2 separate regions of the Macaca mulatta genome follow, and region 2 is linked to region 1. Evidence: chromatin contacts called from public Micro-C data. All regions are on one chromosome and are shown on one strand. The core of a region is the stretch at or near the end of the contact, and the rest is flanking DNA. Distances in the headings are between cores, read along the strand shown. Region 1 has its middle 29 kb from the start of RIPOR2. Region 2 overlaps RIPOR2 (RHO family interacting cell polarization regulator 2).

Region 1 (7,235 bases), core at 3,339-5,838:
GGCCTGCCACTGTTGTGACTCTGGACATGTTACTGAGCCTCCTTGAGCCTTCGTCTGTAAAATGGGTTGAATAATGCATATCTTTTAGAGTTGTTATGAGGATTAGAGATAATATATGCAAAACAGTCACATAATGGACACTCAATAAACACTAGTCATTATGACTATTAAAAAACTTAGCATGGCTGGGTGTGGAGGCTCACACCTGTAATCTCAGCACTTTAGGAGGCTGAGGCGGGCAAATCACCAGAGGTCAGGAGTTCAAGACCAGCCTGGCTAACATGGTGAAACCCTGTCTCTACTAAAAAATACAAAAATTTGCCGGGCGTGGTGGCAGGCGTCTGTAAGCCCAACTACTCAGGAGGCTGAGGCAGGAGAATTGCTTGAACCCGGGAGGTGGAGGTTGCAGGGAGTTGAGATTATGCCATTGCACTCCAGCCTGGGTGACAAGAGTGAGACTCTCTCTCAAAAAAAAAAAAAAAAAGCATAGCATATTGACTGAAAAGCCAGTAGAAAGCCCAAATATAAGTCCCTAATAGTAATTTAACATTCAGTATTACTGTTTTCTTACATTTGTAATTTGGATACTTTGGATCATATTTCTAACCCACCATATGTCAGGAGAACCCTGTGAATGAAATCCTTTAATACTCTTTAATATCCTAAGAGAGGACAGCATTGTTGACATGACCCGTCTCTGACAGCCTCAAGAATCTGAAACATCCAGGCTGTTCTTGCTGCAGCTGGGAAAATAAAATATCCACACGTATACTTAAACCCAGACAGTTATTTATTTATTTATTTTTAAAGTGTCCTAAGTGGAGAAGAAGCAGCAGATACAGGATGGGGAGAGAGAGAATCGTTGTTCAATCATCTGTCCTAATTCCTCCTAAACCAATGCTTGTGTTTTGGGAACTCATTTCCAGGCCTCCTGAGCCCTTCCCCTCCCAACTAGCCACTCTCATGTCTCCGGAAGTACCTTTAGCATTGCAAAGCACAGGTTTTATGGGCACACTGGGAGTATGCTACGAACTTGCAAAGTCCTGGGACCAGATGAAATCACCGGAACCACCTTCCCCTACACCCAGGCAGAGGGCATAGGAGAAACCTGACTCATGTAGAGGAAGACACAAGTGGATTCATATGGATAGTGTGACACTGGGCAGGCTAATTAGCTCTTTGAGCCTTAGTTTTTTCATTGACAACATAGAGATAACAAAATCTTTGTATCTTAAAAGAAACAATGTTGTATGCTTAACAGAGTACCTGATACATCATGAAAGTTGATAAATGCTAACTGTTATTGCTAAGGATTAACTGAAAATGTCATTGCCTTAGGCAGTATGACCGCAGAATATAAGATGTAGTCCCTGACTTCCAGGGCTTGCAGAGGAGTCAACACTAACTCACCTTAAATGGCCAGCCATCAACTAGAGGCTCAGTTGTGTGGTGTGATGGGGGTTTGGAGAAAGAGAGGTGCAGGCTGGGGATGCCATGGAGGTAAGCACTGAGGATGGTGGAGGTCTTGACAGATGCAAAGAAAGAAGAAACTTAATGGGAGCTATAACTGGCTCAGAGGAAAGGAGTGCTGTGGAAATGGAGTGTGTGACACTCTAGAAGGAACAGGAGCTCACCTCACCTGATCTACTCTATCTGAGACCCAGGATCTTGTCTTAGTGGCGAGGCAGAGCCCCCTAAAGGAGTCATCTCATCGACCACCACCCAAGGGTTCTTCAAATCCTGAGCCTATAAACACTAGCGCAGGAGTAGAAATCCAATCTACACTGTGGAATGAGAATCAGTTGTAGGTTTCCTTACAGTTACTTTGAACGTTATACATGATAAACTGTAAATGATACTATGAGTTTTTAGTATGAATTGTTCATTCATTTCCCATATAAATTGATGAAAACCCTTAGCTGAGTATGGTGATAAGAATGAACTCTGCTCTGTTCTGATTTGTGTTTCTATTTATCTCTGGCTATCCAGTTCATACCTCCTCTGTGTCCACAGTTATTCTACAGGGGGCCAAACTCGGATAAATGCTAAAACTCATCATGCATCAAAGAAAATTCTTCATTTTGGTGTAGCACTATAAGTTCAGAGTGTTTTTGCAATTATATCCCTAAGGAGTTTTTACTTTCTGTAATACGCTTTACAAAATATAAGCCCAGGATGAATTATTATCCTCAGAAGGATTTCTCCCTTTGTCCAATTTTGTAGTACTGCTCTTTTTCCTTAATCTGGACACTTTTTCTCCAGTTGCCTCTTTTCTGCCCCAAGTCACTAGTGAGAAATAAGAGTGAAGTTTGGTATTTTGTCCTCTTAACGGGAAAAGTCAATTCCAGATGGGACCCAACCAAGCTCAAAATAGTTCTCTTCTGGGCAGGGGCACAAATGCTACATTTCCTAGGTAATATTATTGAAGCGAGTCTGGCTTCATACACACTTTGTAAAAAAGAAAAGAAGGTATACAATGATAACGTAATAATAATAATTATTAGGCACGTACCATTTTCGGAATTCACTGTAAGTTCTACAGAGATGCACCAGAGCTGTGGATACTTTAGCTGGTGGGGTTCGGGCCGCTGGGACTCACTGTTGCAATGGTCACAAATGCCCTAATCATTGAGTCCCAAATGTCTAGTTGAACTTAATGCTTAATAACATCTGTCTACCCAGAGGGCAACAAAATGTTTGTTCCTGGCTTGTGAGGCCACGATATTTTAATTTTTTTTTTTCCACAGAACTATTGGCCTGAGGCCCCTGGAAACATTGCTTCATTGCTTGGCCTTATAAGAATTTACTTGACCTATTTTGTGGAAGCACATTTACCCCAGTCTTAGAGGTTTTTCATGCAAAAGGGATAAATGAAAATTTTTACTGCTAAGTCTCATTCACCCAAGCCAATCACAGCTACTAAAATGACCAGGTTGGTAAATGCTGTTTTAATGGAAACAGGCTCTCCACAGGTCCAGATTGGGTAGGTCCATGCCTCAAAAATGAAAAATTCTCTTCTTAGCTCCGTTAGCTGGATTACTGGGCAGGGCTACCATTTTGTGAGTAGCAGATAATTATTAACACATGAGGCTCTCTCATTCAGACCGCACCCTTCAATGGCGTGATATCCGTGGTTACACAGAGCAGTCCAATCCTCCCATTTTGGTTTTTTAATTATGTAAATGAAAGAAAAAAACTATCCAACTCCCATCTGCCCAAAGGCTGAGGCTGAGGAGGACTCTAAGAACCTACCCCTTACAAGATGGCATTTCAAAGTTAAGGGAGTCTAGCTTTTGTGTACTGAAGGGAATGTTCATTAAGAAATAAATGTCTTAGACACAGGCCCCTTTCCTATTCCTGGTTGGCCTAAAGATGTATAATTTAAAAAAAAAAAAAAAAGCAGGGCTTGGGGGTTGGTTGGGGAGAAGTGACTTCAAAACACAAGAAGTAACATTGCTTTGTCTAATAAAGTGAAGTTTGAACTCCTCTGCCTGGCAAGTTAGGAAAATATCCCTTCCTTCCTAAAAATGGAGACAACTTTCTGGGAAAATAAACATTTATTGCTCAAAGGTCTGTGGGTTTGAGTTCACCTTCACCTGCATGTTTAGCCATGGGAAGATCTCTAAGACAGCCATGCTAAGAGTGTACCAGCCTGCCCTGGATGCCAGGAGGCCTTGAAGTCCAAAGCCAGCAGGGCTCCCTCCCTCTCAGCCATGGACCCCGGGGTCTTGCAGTGATAAAGGTGGTGGCTGATTGCACCTATGAAGCCATTGAGGAATTATTAGTGTAAATCTTTCATTTGGAAATGCACTGCCTGGGAACAGGCATGGCCCTAGGATGAGTTCCTATGAGTGGAAGGGGTCTCCTAAATCTTGGGTGAAGAATGCCTGGGTGAGATAGGAAGGAGAGACAATTTTTTTCCCTCTGCCTATAAAGAGGGCTGGATTTAAGAGCAGGAAAGAATGATTAGGAGTTGTGTGCATCCCAAGGAGTCCTCCTGTGAAGGGAGCCTTAGAGATAGGTGTGGTGGGGCATGCTTGTAGTCCCAGCTACTAGGGAGGGTGAGGTGGGAACATTGATAGAGCCCAGGAGTTTGAGGCCAGCTTGGGAGACATAGTGAGATCTTCCATCTCATTCAGGAAGGAGGGGAAGGAAGGGAAGGGAGGGAGGGAGGGAGGGAATAAGGGAGGAAGGAAGAAAGGGAGGGAGGGAAGGTTTTTCACCAAAATAAGAGGAAGTCATACTTAGCAAAAAACTTTAATTTTTAACCTTCTGCTCCGTAGTGTCCTTAATTACCCGAAAGCTTCAGTGAAGCGTGCCACACATCAGCCTGCAAGGCGGTGGGGTGAACAGGAGGCTACAGGGTGGAGGGGGTGTCTGTGTGAAGACCCAAGGGAGAGCTTCCAAGGGATCACTGGAACCCCAAAGGAATCCCCTCTCTTCCTAGATACATCAGATGAAACAGATTCTTGAAAAGGTGAAAGGCAGCCGCTTTGGTTACTTTGAAGTCCTCATGGAGTCCACAGCTACAGCTTTCAAAGGGGCAAAAAGGAACTAGTGCGCCGGCCGCAGGGGTTCGATGTGGTCCTCTTCCGCCACCTGTCGAGAACATAGGTTCATTGCAGTTTCCAAATGTACCTACTTGCAACTGTTCAAGGTCGCATTTTCTCCATTCAAATTAAAACTGAGTCCACAGGGAAGATACTTATTCTTACAGATCTAGCTTAGCTATGTTTTTGGTTCAACTAACCTTGATTTTTCGCTGTTAAAATAATAACATGGCCATAACAAGGAGGCAAAGTTCTGATATCTTTTTTCTTACATTTGGTTAATGCTTTAGAATATATAGAGGCACTGAATAAGGTTTTTGTGGTTTCTCAGAAAACATTATCACTCTAAAGGTGTTGAAGGCATTTTTGGAAAAGTAGGAGCGTACGAGTAACATTTGCAAACAGCAGAGCGGCAGTTTCTGCAGAATTCACATTGTGGAGCACCATGGGAAATACATGTTTAGGTAGGGCACAGAAGATTGTCCATGTTACATGAGCCTGCACATTCACTGGAAGACGGAGATGCTTCAGAACAATTGTTCGGATCCTTTGATCCCATAATCCAATTTCAAGAGTTTTCTTGCAAGAAAAGAATTTAAAAGCATGAAAAATGTAATATGGATGATATTTTTCATAAGATTGTTTAATAGTCAACAATTGAAGAAAAGTTGAGGCTACAGCTCATTCAGAATATAGAATATTATAATTATTTTAACATGTAGTAATATGGAAAAATGCCTAAGAAGATATAAAATATCTAAGTAAAAATAGAAATATTTAATTTCTATTAAATATTTCTGGAAAAGAATACTAAAAATATTATAACTGAGTTAGAGTGGTGGAATTAAGGGTTTACAATGTTATATATACTAATGTTTTTGTTTTTCTAATTCCACAAATATAAAAATGCTTTATAATAATACATTTAAATGATACAGAAGCATATAGAGTAAGAGGTAGAAGATCCTATTACCTTCCTGTCTTTCCTTTCCCTGTTAATAGATTGGTGTAAGTGCTTCACATCTTTGTCCTTGGAGTTACACACACACACCCCCCCACACACACCCACACCCCCATGTAATGTATATGTTGCACATATACATCATATATTATTTACAGGCATACCTCAGAGTTATTGTGGGTTTGATTCCAGACCCCCACAAGAAAACAAATATCTCAATAAAATTAGTCACACAAATTTTTTGGTTTCCCAGTGCATATAAAAGTTATGTTTATACTCTACTATAGTCCATTATAAGTACAAGAGCATTATGTCTAAAAACCAATTATATATATTAATTTAAAAAATGGTTAATTGCTAAAAAACATCCTAATGATCATCTGAGCCTTCAGCGAGTTGTAATCTTCTTGCTCGTTGAGGGCCTTGCCTCGATAGTGGTAGTTGCTAAAGGTTAGGGTGGCTGGTGCAATTTCTTAAAATAAGACAGCAGTGAAGTTTACCACATCAATTGACTCTTCCTTTGACAGAGGATTTCTCTGTAGCATGTGATACTCTTTGATAGCCTTTTAATCACAGTGGAATTTCTTTCAAAATTGGAGTCAATCCTCTCAAATCCTGCCACTGTTTTATTAACTAAGTTTATGTCATATTCTAAATCCTTTGTTGTCATTTGGACAATGTTTACAGCCTCTTCACCAGGAGTAGATTCCATCTCAAGAAACCATTTTCCTTGCTCATCCATAAGAAGTAAATCCTCATCTATTAAAGTTTTATCATGAGATTGCAGCAAGTCAGTCACATCTTCAGGATTTACTACTAATTCTAGTTCTTTTGCTATTTCAACCACACCTGCAGTTACTTCATACACTGAAGTCTTGAACCCCTCAAAGTCATCCAAGAGAGTTGGAATCAACTTCTTCCAAACTCCTGTTAATGTTGATATTTTTACCTCCTCCCTATGAATCACAGATATTCTTGGTAGCATCTAGAAAGGTGAATCCTTTCAGAAGGTTTTAAATTTACTTTGCCCAGGTTCATGAGAGGAATCACTATCAATGGCAGTTATGGCCTTATGAAATGTATTTGTTAAATAATCAGGCTTAAAAGTTAAAATTACTTCTTGATCCATGGGCTACAGAATGGATGTTGTGTTCGCAGGCATGAAACTTTAATCTCCTTGTATATTTCCATCACAGCACCAGAGTGACTTGGCACATTGTCAATGAACAATAATATTTAGAAATAAATATTTTTTTTGAGTAGCAGGTCTCAACAGTGGGCTTAAAATATTTAGTAAAGTATGCTGAAAACAAATATGTTACCTGAAAACAGACTTTGTTGTTCCATTGATAGAGGACAGGCACAATAATGTGACATAATTCTTAAGGGCTCTAGGTTCTTAGAATAGTAAATGAGCATTGGTTCCAACTTAAAATCACCAGCTGCATTAGCCCTGAACAAAAGATTCACATTGTACTTTGAAGCCAGGCATTGACTTCTCCTCTCTAGCTATGAAAGTCCTAGTTGGCATCTTCTTCCAATAGAAGGCTGTATCATCTATATCAAAAATCTGTTGTTTAGCGTAGCCACTTTCATGAGTGATCCTAACTAGATCTTCAGGGTAACTTGCTACAGTTTCTACATCAGCACTTACCGCTTTGCCTTGGACTGTTTTTTTCCAGCACAATTTTGTTTATTATTATTATTTTTATTTCAATAGGTTT
Region 2 (7,235 bases), core at 1,817-4,316, 220 kb before region 1:
TGATCCGCCCGTCTCGGCCTCCCAAAGTGCTGGGATTACAGGCTTGAGCCACCGCGCCCGGCCAGAAGGTACTACTTTCAAAGTGTTTACGTCAAGATTGAAGAAGACACGAACAGTTCCTCCCTGTTTACCCAGTGACTTTTTAGAGGCAGTCCGAGGAAATAATTTTGATGAGCTGGTCCAGAAACAGCTGTGAGTCCTAGACTGTTCCCACACAAAGATGTCCATATGACAAATGGGTCCCTTAGTACCTCAGCCTCCTTGAGTTGCTATTTATAACCTTTGCCATTTATAACACTATTTATAACACAAAGTTTGTTTATATATTTATTTAAACGTGATTTTACCCATATAAAGATGCTGTGGGTGGTATCACACAATGTGTTTTGCCTTCTATGAATAGCCCTGTTAGTACGCTGGAGATTCTTGGCCAGGCATGGTGGCTCACACCTGTGATCCCAGTGCTCTGGGACATCAAGGCAGTAGTATCACTTGAGCCCAGGAGTTTGAGACCAACCTGGGCAACATAGTGAGACCCTATCTCTACAAAAAATTTAAAAATTAGCCAGTCATGGTGGCGTGCGCCCATGGTCCCAGTTACTCAGGAGGTTGAGGCAGGAGGATTGCTTGAGGTTAGGAGTTTGAGGCAGCAGTGAGCCACTGAACTCCACCAGCCTGTGTGACAGAGCGAGACCCTCGACTCAAAAAACAAAACAAAGCAAAAAACCCAATTAAGTTGAGAGTCTTAAATGAATGCTTCTACTTTCACCTGACTGATGGACATTGCATGGGTAAGCTGACAGCAAAAAAGGTCCCCGGATGCTTAAAAAAAAAACACGTGCTGTTACCATTACTTGTCAGTAGGTGGCAGCAACTCACCAGCTCGTCCGTGCCTTCCTGCCCGTGGAGCCAGTACATTTAAGAACAGCTTTCACTAATAATTAGAACACAACAAGCCACTTAAAAAGACTTACTGAAATAAGAGCAGAATTGAAGAAGTTTATATTCCACTAATAATTTTCTGGAGCATTTAGTTAGTCTTTTAAAAAAATACTTCTGAAAGAAAGTACAATCGACTGGCTTTTGTAAATCCTAAACTGGACATGCTAATTCTAATACAATCCAAAGTACACTTTAAAAACCTCTGCAAATTGGCCAGGCGCGGTGGCTCACACCTGTAATCCCAGCACTTTGGGAGGCTGAGGTGGGCGGATCACCTGACGTCAGGAGTTCGTGACTAGCCTGGCCAACATGGAGAAACCCTGTCTCTACTAAAAATACAAAAATTAGCCAGGTGTGATGGTGGGCATCTGTAATCCCAGCTACTCTGGAGGCTGAGGCATGAGAATCGCTTGAACCCAGGAGGCAGAGGTTGCAGTGAACGAGATGGTGCCACTGCACTCCGGCCTGGGTGACATAGCAAGACTTTGTCTCAAAAACAAAACAAAACCTCTGCAAATTAGTTCAGGATTAATTTATTGTCTGTTTATTTATGTAATTACAATGGAAGACTGGTTGAAAAGAAACTGATCTGGCATTGTTACTAGATAAAGGTGGATAAAGGGGAAATCCTTTGAAGGTGTTTGTTTCCCCACCTTTAAAATTACCAGAAATTTTGTATCTGAAGAAAACTGAATATGAGAAAGGTACTTGGTAGTGATGTGTTTTTCACATCTCAGCCCACGTTACTAAGCAAAATTTCTTGGAACTGCTGTAGTGGCATCACTGATCCTCTGATTGTAGCAATAATGTAGCACAACGGCACTATCTAGGCACAAACAGCTTTTGTGCCGTGCTTCTTAAAGTTCTGTCTGCAGTGTAAGCCACTGGTGGTACTGGCCACGGAATTAGCACTAACAGTGGGGCAATGACAGTTACAGTCTGTCTTTGAGGCCTGGCCAGGTTTCTTTCAGGCTCTTGTCTGGGGGCCTGCTGGCATTTTCACGGTTAGAGAAAGCTGCAAGTTTTCTCAACAGTTTGTGATTACTAGTGCATGATCTAGAAAGCTTAATGAAAGCTTTCTAGCTTTCACTCAAAAAACCAGCATGGGGGTTACCTCTGAGGGTGGGCATGGGGGACTTGCAGGGGTCATACCTTTGGATGTTTCATGGTACTCACATATTACTGATCTAATACCTCTTCCACAGCCTCGTTTGGAGGGTGTTACAGCAGCTGCCTACTCTTGCCTGCCTTCCTTTGCTCAGACACCATTCTGCCAGAACACTCTCCATCATTTCTCCCTTCACACTTCCTACTTTAAGACAACCAACCAAGTAGCTATACAGTCAGGAGCTCCTATTACAGGCCTTACTGATTTATTGACTAGGCATAAATAATGCAAGTTTACTAGCTCAGTGGTGGTTCTTCCTTCTCAGGAATGTTGATCTGCCCTGGAAACTGTAAGGACCAGCAGAGACTGGATATATACACTGCCTGGAACTTCATTTGAACCAAGTAATAATTTGGAGAACTAGTTTGCTCTAAGGAACTACATCTCTTTACCTCCATCCTGTTTGATAGTTTGCAGATTAAGTGCTCTCCGTTCGGCCTGGCATTCATGGATTTTTATAATCAACACCCAACTAATTCTCCATAGCTCTTCTCCCGACAAGCACGTCAGCCACACCGGTCTACTTGTCACCTCTGAACAGGCTTTCCTCTGTTTGGTGAATGCTATTCTGGTGCTGTTCACCATATATTACACTGGGAAGCCTTCCTCTTTCCTGCTCCCCTCCCCACCTGGAGAGGTGAGTGGCAACCTTTTCCTCCTCTCCCCTCCTGCTTCTGTAGCAAACATGGTCACACAGGTGGTCATTCATTCCATTGGATGAGAATGCACAGCCTCATATGTCCCTTTTCTCTGGTAGACCATGTGGAACTCAAGGCCAGGGACCAGTCATCAGAATGCAGTTTAGTGCCTAGCCAATAGCAGGCACTTGGTAAGTACTTGCTCTATTCTCTTTAACATCACTACCCCAAAAAGTTGTTGTCTAGTGTTGAGGGTGGGGCAAAAGGGAAGTGAGGAAGGGTGTGGTGCAAGGAAGTTGGGGGTTGCTGGGTCTGAGAGTATTATGACATACTCTCAGTTTGTCAATATGTATGTTGGAAGTAGTTTTTACCAGAATGAATAACAGATGAGAAAGCAGCTGATTGCAAAGACAATAGGATTTCTTGGCAGCATGAGAAGGTTTCCCTTTCTCTTTATGGAGGAAGAGAAAGATTTCCATGGGGGCGTTTACCCTTGAAAGGCTTCACAGATGTAGTTTCTGAATTTGCATGTTAGATGAGGACAGTGGAGGAGACAGGAGTCTATCAATGAGGAAGGAGATTCCGTTTCAGGCCTGAAAAACCCCATGGAAGAAACCAAGTGTTCAGGTAGACTCTCAGGAAGATCAGGCAGGAGAGCAAGAACAACAGAGAGAGGGGGAGACGGAGGAGTGGGAGCCACAGCAAGTTCATCAGCCCATCAGGGCTGTGATGTAGCGGGGTGGCCAGTCCCCCAGTAGGTGGCAGGGACTCCAGCATCATCCCCTCACTGACCACCAAGCCTGAAGCTCCAGATCTGGTCCGAGGGTGGTCCCTTTCCTCCCATCTCACTCCCAGGGTGCGTGCCTCTGTGCTAGGTTGAAGAGGATCTGCCCATAAAGGAGACCATTCTTTGAGCAATGGTTTATGTTGTCTGCTCAGCTCTGAACTTCCCTCATAACATGGAGTTAGAGGTGGGAATGCATTAGGAACAAAGAACCCTGGAATTCAGTTTCTTGTCTGACTCCAATTTATGTGTGACTCCTGGGACAAGTCATTTAGCCTCTCTAGGCCCCTATTTCCTATATGTAAAATCAGGAAATTACCATCCCACAAAAATAGATGCATTTGTTAATACTGAATATCAGAAATAGGAGAAATACAGTACGTATTAATATTAGCAGCGATAGGCGATGTGCATGATTTGCATTACCGTTAGGCTGCGAGACTCTGCGACTGTGCTAGTCTGTGTGGGTGGCGTCTGAGTGTTGGGGGAAGTAGAGGGAAGGTTCTCTGCTAAACACTGATTCAGGGCAGTTGTTTTCCAGGATCGATCAGGCTGCTGATAGAATCATCCTCAAAGTTAAAATAAAAATTCCAGGGCCCAGTGTGGGACTATGGACCTGAGTGATTTTGGAACCACTGACTCAAGTGAGGACCCAAAAATGTAGAGAATGGACCTAAAAAATGGAAAAAAGCACAGATGCCAGACTCAGTAGCAAAGCAAGTGTTGAAATTTAACACTGAATATTAAACTGATTCCCTACCAGGTCTGCCGGAAGAGAAGCATGCAGCCATTTGGGAAGCTGAGGGTCAAGGTCATTTTTATTCCAGGTATTCTCAGACAGGCTCTCACATGTCAGTGCCTAGTGCTTGACAGAATAATTTCCCTCCTGAGTTAGATGATTCATTGGAAAATGAAGCCCTCCTGTCGAGCCCTTTCAAAAAAAGTCTCCTTTCTTTACTCCCTTAATTGCAGAAAGTAGAAAGAGGGTGATTAAATCCCCATTAGCAACCCAGGGATCAAGCTGCTAAGAAACCTCAGAATTGCATAAGCACCAGCCCTCTTCGCTGCAGTCAAATGGGCCAAAACTCGGAAGAGAAATTGACTTGCTGTGATGGCCGCTCATTTGACAGCCATGCTTGGCCACTGAGCCGTAAATCTGACAACACCTGAGCAATGCTCTGTTTTCTAAAATCAGACTTCGTTTTTGTTCTGAAGATGCTGTGGTATAACTCAATCATGTGTCTAGTTTGGACCTTTCTGGAATAAATACCAGAAAGGCACTGGGAGGGGAAAAATTCTCTGTGGGTTTAACACCAAAATTTATAAAATTTCATAGTTAGTTTGCTAGAAACATGGGGAGCTAAAGGAAGAATTTAAACATCACCACAAAGAAGCCAACAGACAAGCTAGAATGTGGGACATTCCGTACAATAGTTTCTACAGCAAGTCAAGGGTAGAAAAAAAAAGCGGGTGGAGGGGGGGAGAGGTTTGTTTTGGATTAAAGGAAGTCTAAAAGATATACCTAACAACCAATTGTAATGCATGGACCTTGTTTGGATCCTAATTTGAACTAATCAAATGTACAAGGCATTTTTGAGACAATGGGGGAAATTTGATAATGGAATGGGTTAATAACCAAGGCTTATTATTTTTGTTAGCTGTGAAAATGTGACAGTACTTGGCATCGCGGTTATGTAAGATGACAACCCCATGCTTTAAGAGATGCATACTGAAGTGTATAGCCGCAGACTGACATATCTGGGTTTTATTTCATCAAAGGACTTCTCTTTTATCAAAGGAAAAACAAAAGCAAAGAGATGGAGCAAACGTGGCAAAATCTTGCTAATTATTACATCTAGGTGATGGGTTTATGGGGGGTTCATTATAATGTTCTCTCCACTTCTGTGTATGTTTGAGATTCTGTCATAATATTTTTGTGTGTGTAGGTAAGCCTCAGCATGAGAAGCATCAGTAAACTATCAAAAGTGGGGAGGGTTGAGAGTGGGTGGCACTGCGTCTTTGCAAGGAAAATAAAAATAGCATGGGCTCTCAAACTTTAAGGAGCTCTGCGCTCTGCAGAGATGGCTCCTTATTCTCTCTAAACAGGGAAAAGAATACCTTTCATCTTGATGGAGAATTCTCCCAGCAGATTCTCTAGCTCCGCTTCAATGGTGCACATATTCTGCAAAGAGGACAGGAGATGAGCATGAGAACTGGCCTTTCACCCAACAGCTCAAAGCACACGACATTTTAACAGGAGCATGACTGCATGAACAACAAGAAGCATTTACCCTTTTGCCCAACACAGCACAGCCTATGAAACATTGTTGACGAAATGTTTGATCTGAGTCTAAGCCCACCTTGTAGTGTACAGGAAATTTAGGGCATAGAAGAGCAAGTCAGATTATATCAAAAATAGACAAATTCAGAATGTGGGGTAGACTATAGGAATTAGCATGCATTCTACAAAAAGGCAGTATCATAATTTCTAGATAAAGAGACTAGACAAACATAATCACCAAATGTAACATCTTAACCTTGATTACATTCTGATTTGAAAGTAAATCAATCAAAACAGTTATAAAAGACATTATTGATCCAAATAGGGAAAACTTGAAAATGGACAATATGTTATATAATTCTATAGGATGAAGGTCAATTTTCTTACTTGTGGTAGTGGTATGTGGTTATGTAGGAAATGTAGATAGGTTATTACAAGTAAGAGATCCCTGACTTGATTTAGCCATTGTATTACATATTTCAGTGTATACATACTTCAAAACATCATGTTGTACACCATAAATATGTAACAGGTTTTACTTGCGAATTACAAATAAATTTTAAAAAGAGATCCAGGTTAAAATATTTATGGGGTGAAATGTCATGATGTCTATCACTTACTGTCAAATGACTTGAGGGGGATGGAGGGGGGATTTGATCATATGAGACAGAGGGAAAGCAAATATGGCCAAGTATTACCGATTGGTAAATCTAGATAAAGGTGTATGGTGTTCAATGTACTAGTCTTTCCATTTTTCTATAGGTTTGAAATTTTTCTGAATAAAAATGTGGGACCAAAAGAGCACAAGAGTTGAATTCTGCTCGAATGAGTAAGGCAAACTTCCTGCTGCAATGCCACAGCACCCCAAAAATAATTTTTGGGTCTGACAGTGGTCCTCTCTTTGATGTTGAAGGAACAGGATAGAGAGAAGGAGTAACACCATCTGCACGTGTGGTTAGATACATAACTATCCTCACCCTACTTCCTCAATACCTGAGGACCTAAATAGAACAACTGCAGTTAGAAATGAAAAGGGAAAGTGCTGCGGCCACGGCAGTCCCAGGGAGGCCCTTCTGTTGCTTGACCTTCTGCCGCATGTAAGGCTTCCCAGTGTAAGCCTTACAATCTGGATGCTGCTGCTGCTATGCTAAGCAGCCGTCTCCATTGAAGCTTGATGCAGGGTGATGTCTGCAGGCTTCTTCCTCAGTTGCCAGCCTCCCACAAGGCTAGGGGTTCGAGGGTGACCTCACTGACAAAAGCATGGCCAGCTTGATTAGTGCAGGCTGATATTGCTTCCATTTGAATTCTGTATGCTGAGGAACTCAGCCTAGAGGCTCTGATTCTTCTATGTTTCTTTGTTCTGCTCCAAATGATCACTCTCATGGGATGCAAAGAGAATGGCTTTGCTTTTTCCCTTGTAAG

What was found. Hi-C and Micro-C count contacts between places; a contact is called where the count stands out from the background.
Region 2: a Micro-C map of CD4 T cells shows a contact between it and region 1, with 14 times the contacts expected there. The contact joins two enhancer-like sites. A contact is called at or near these places in 8 of 14 Hi-C or Micro-C datasets (CD4 T cells, blood, cortical neurons and 4 more).

The regions. Positions count from the first base shown.
Region 1 is chr4:158,021,859-158,029,093 of T2T-MMU8v2.0, reverse strand. It overlaps a transcript of CMAH not described here. Among named protein-coding and RNA genes, the nearest start is that of RIPOR2, 29 kb to the left of the region's middle. Within about 2 kb of position 4,588, at least 19 of the 40 cell types and tissues checked have an H3K27ac peak or open chromatin away from gene starts, as enhancers often do. A contact at or near this core is called in CD4 T cells and blood, where this site is marked.
Region 2 is chr4:158,243,707-158,250,941 of T2T-MMU8v2.0, reverse strand. It overlaps RIPOR2 (RHO family interacting cell polarization regulator 2), which reads right to left. Exons shown (of 24, transcript XM_078000913.1): 9 at 5,651-5,714. The region is part of intron 1 of LOC114677679 (a long non-coding RNA gene); the gene reads left to right. Among named protein-coding and RNA genes, the nearest start is that of ARMH2, 53 kb to the left of the region's middle. Within about 2 kb of position 3,066, at least 16 of the 40 cell types and tissues checked have an H3K27ac peak or open chromatin away from gene starts, as enhancers often do. A contact at or near this core is called in CD4 T cells and blood, where this site is marked.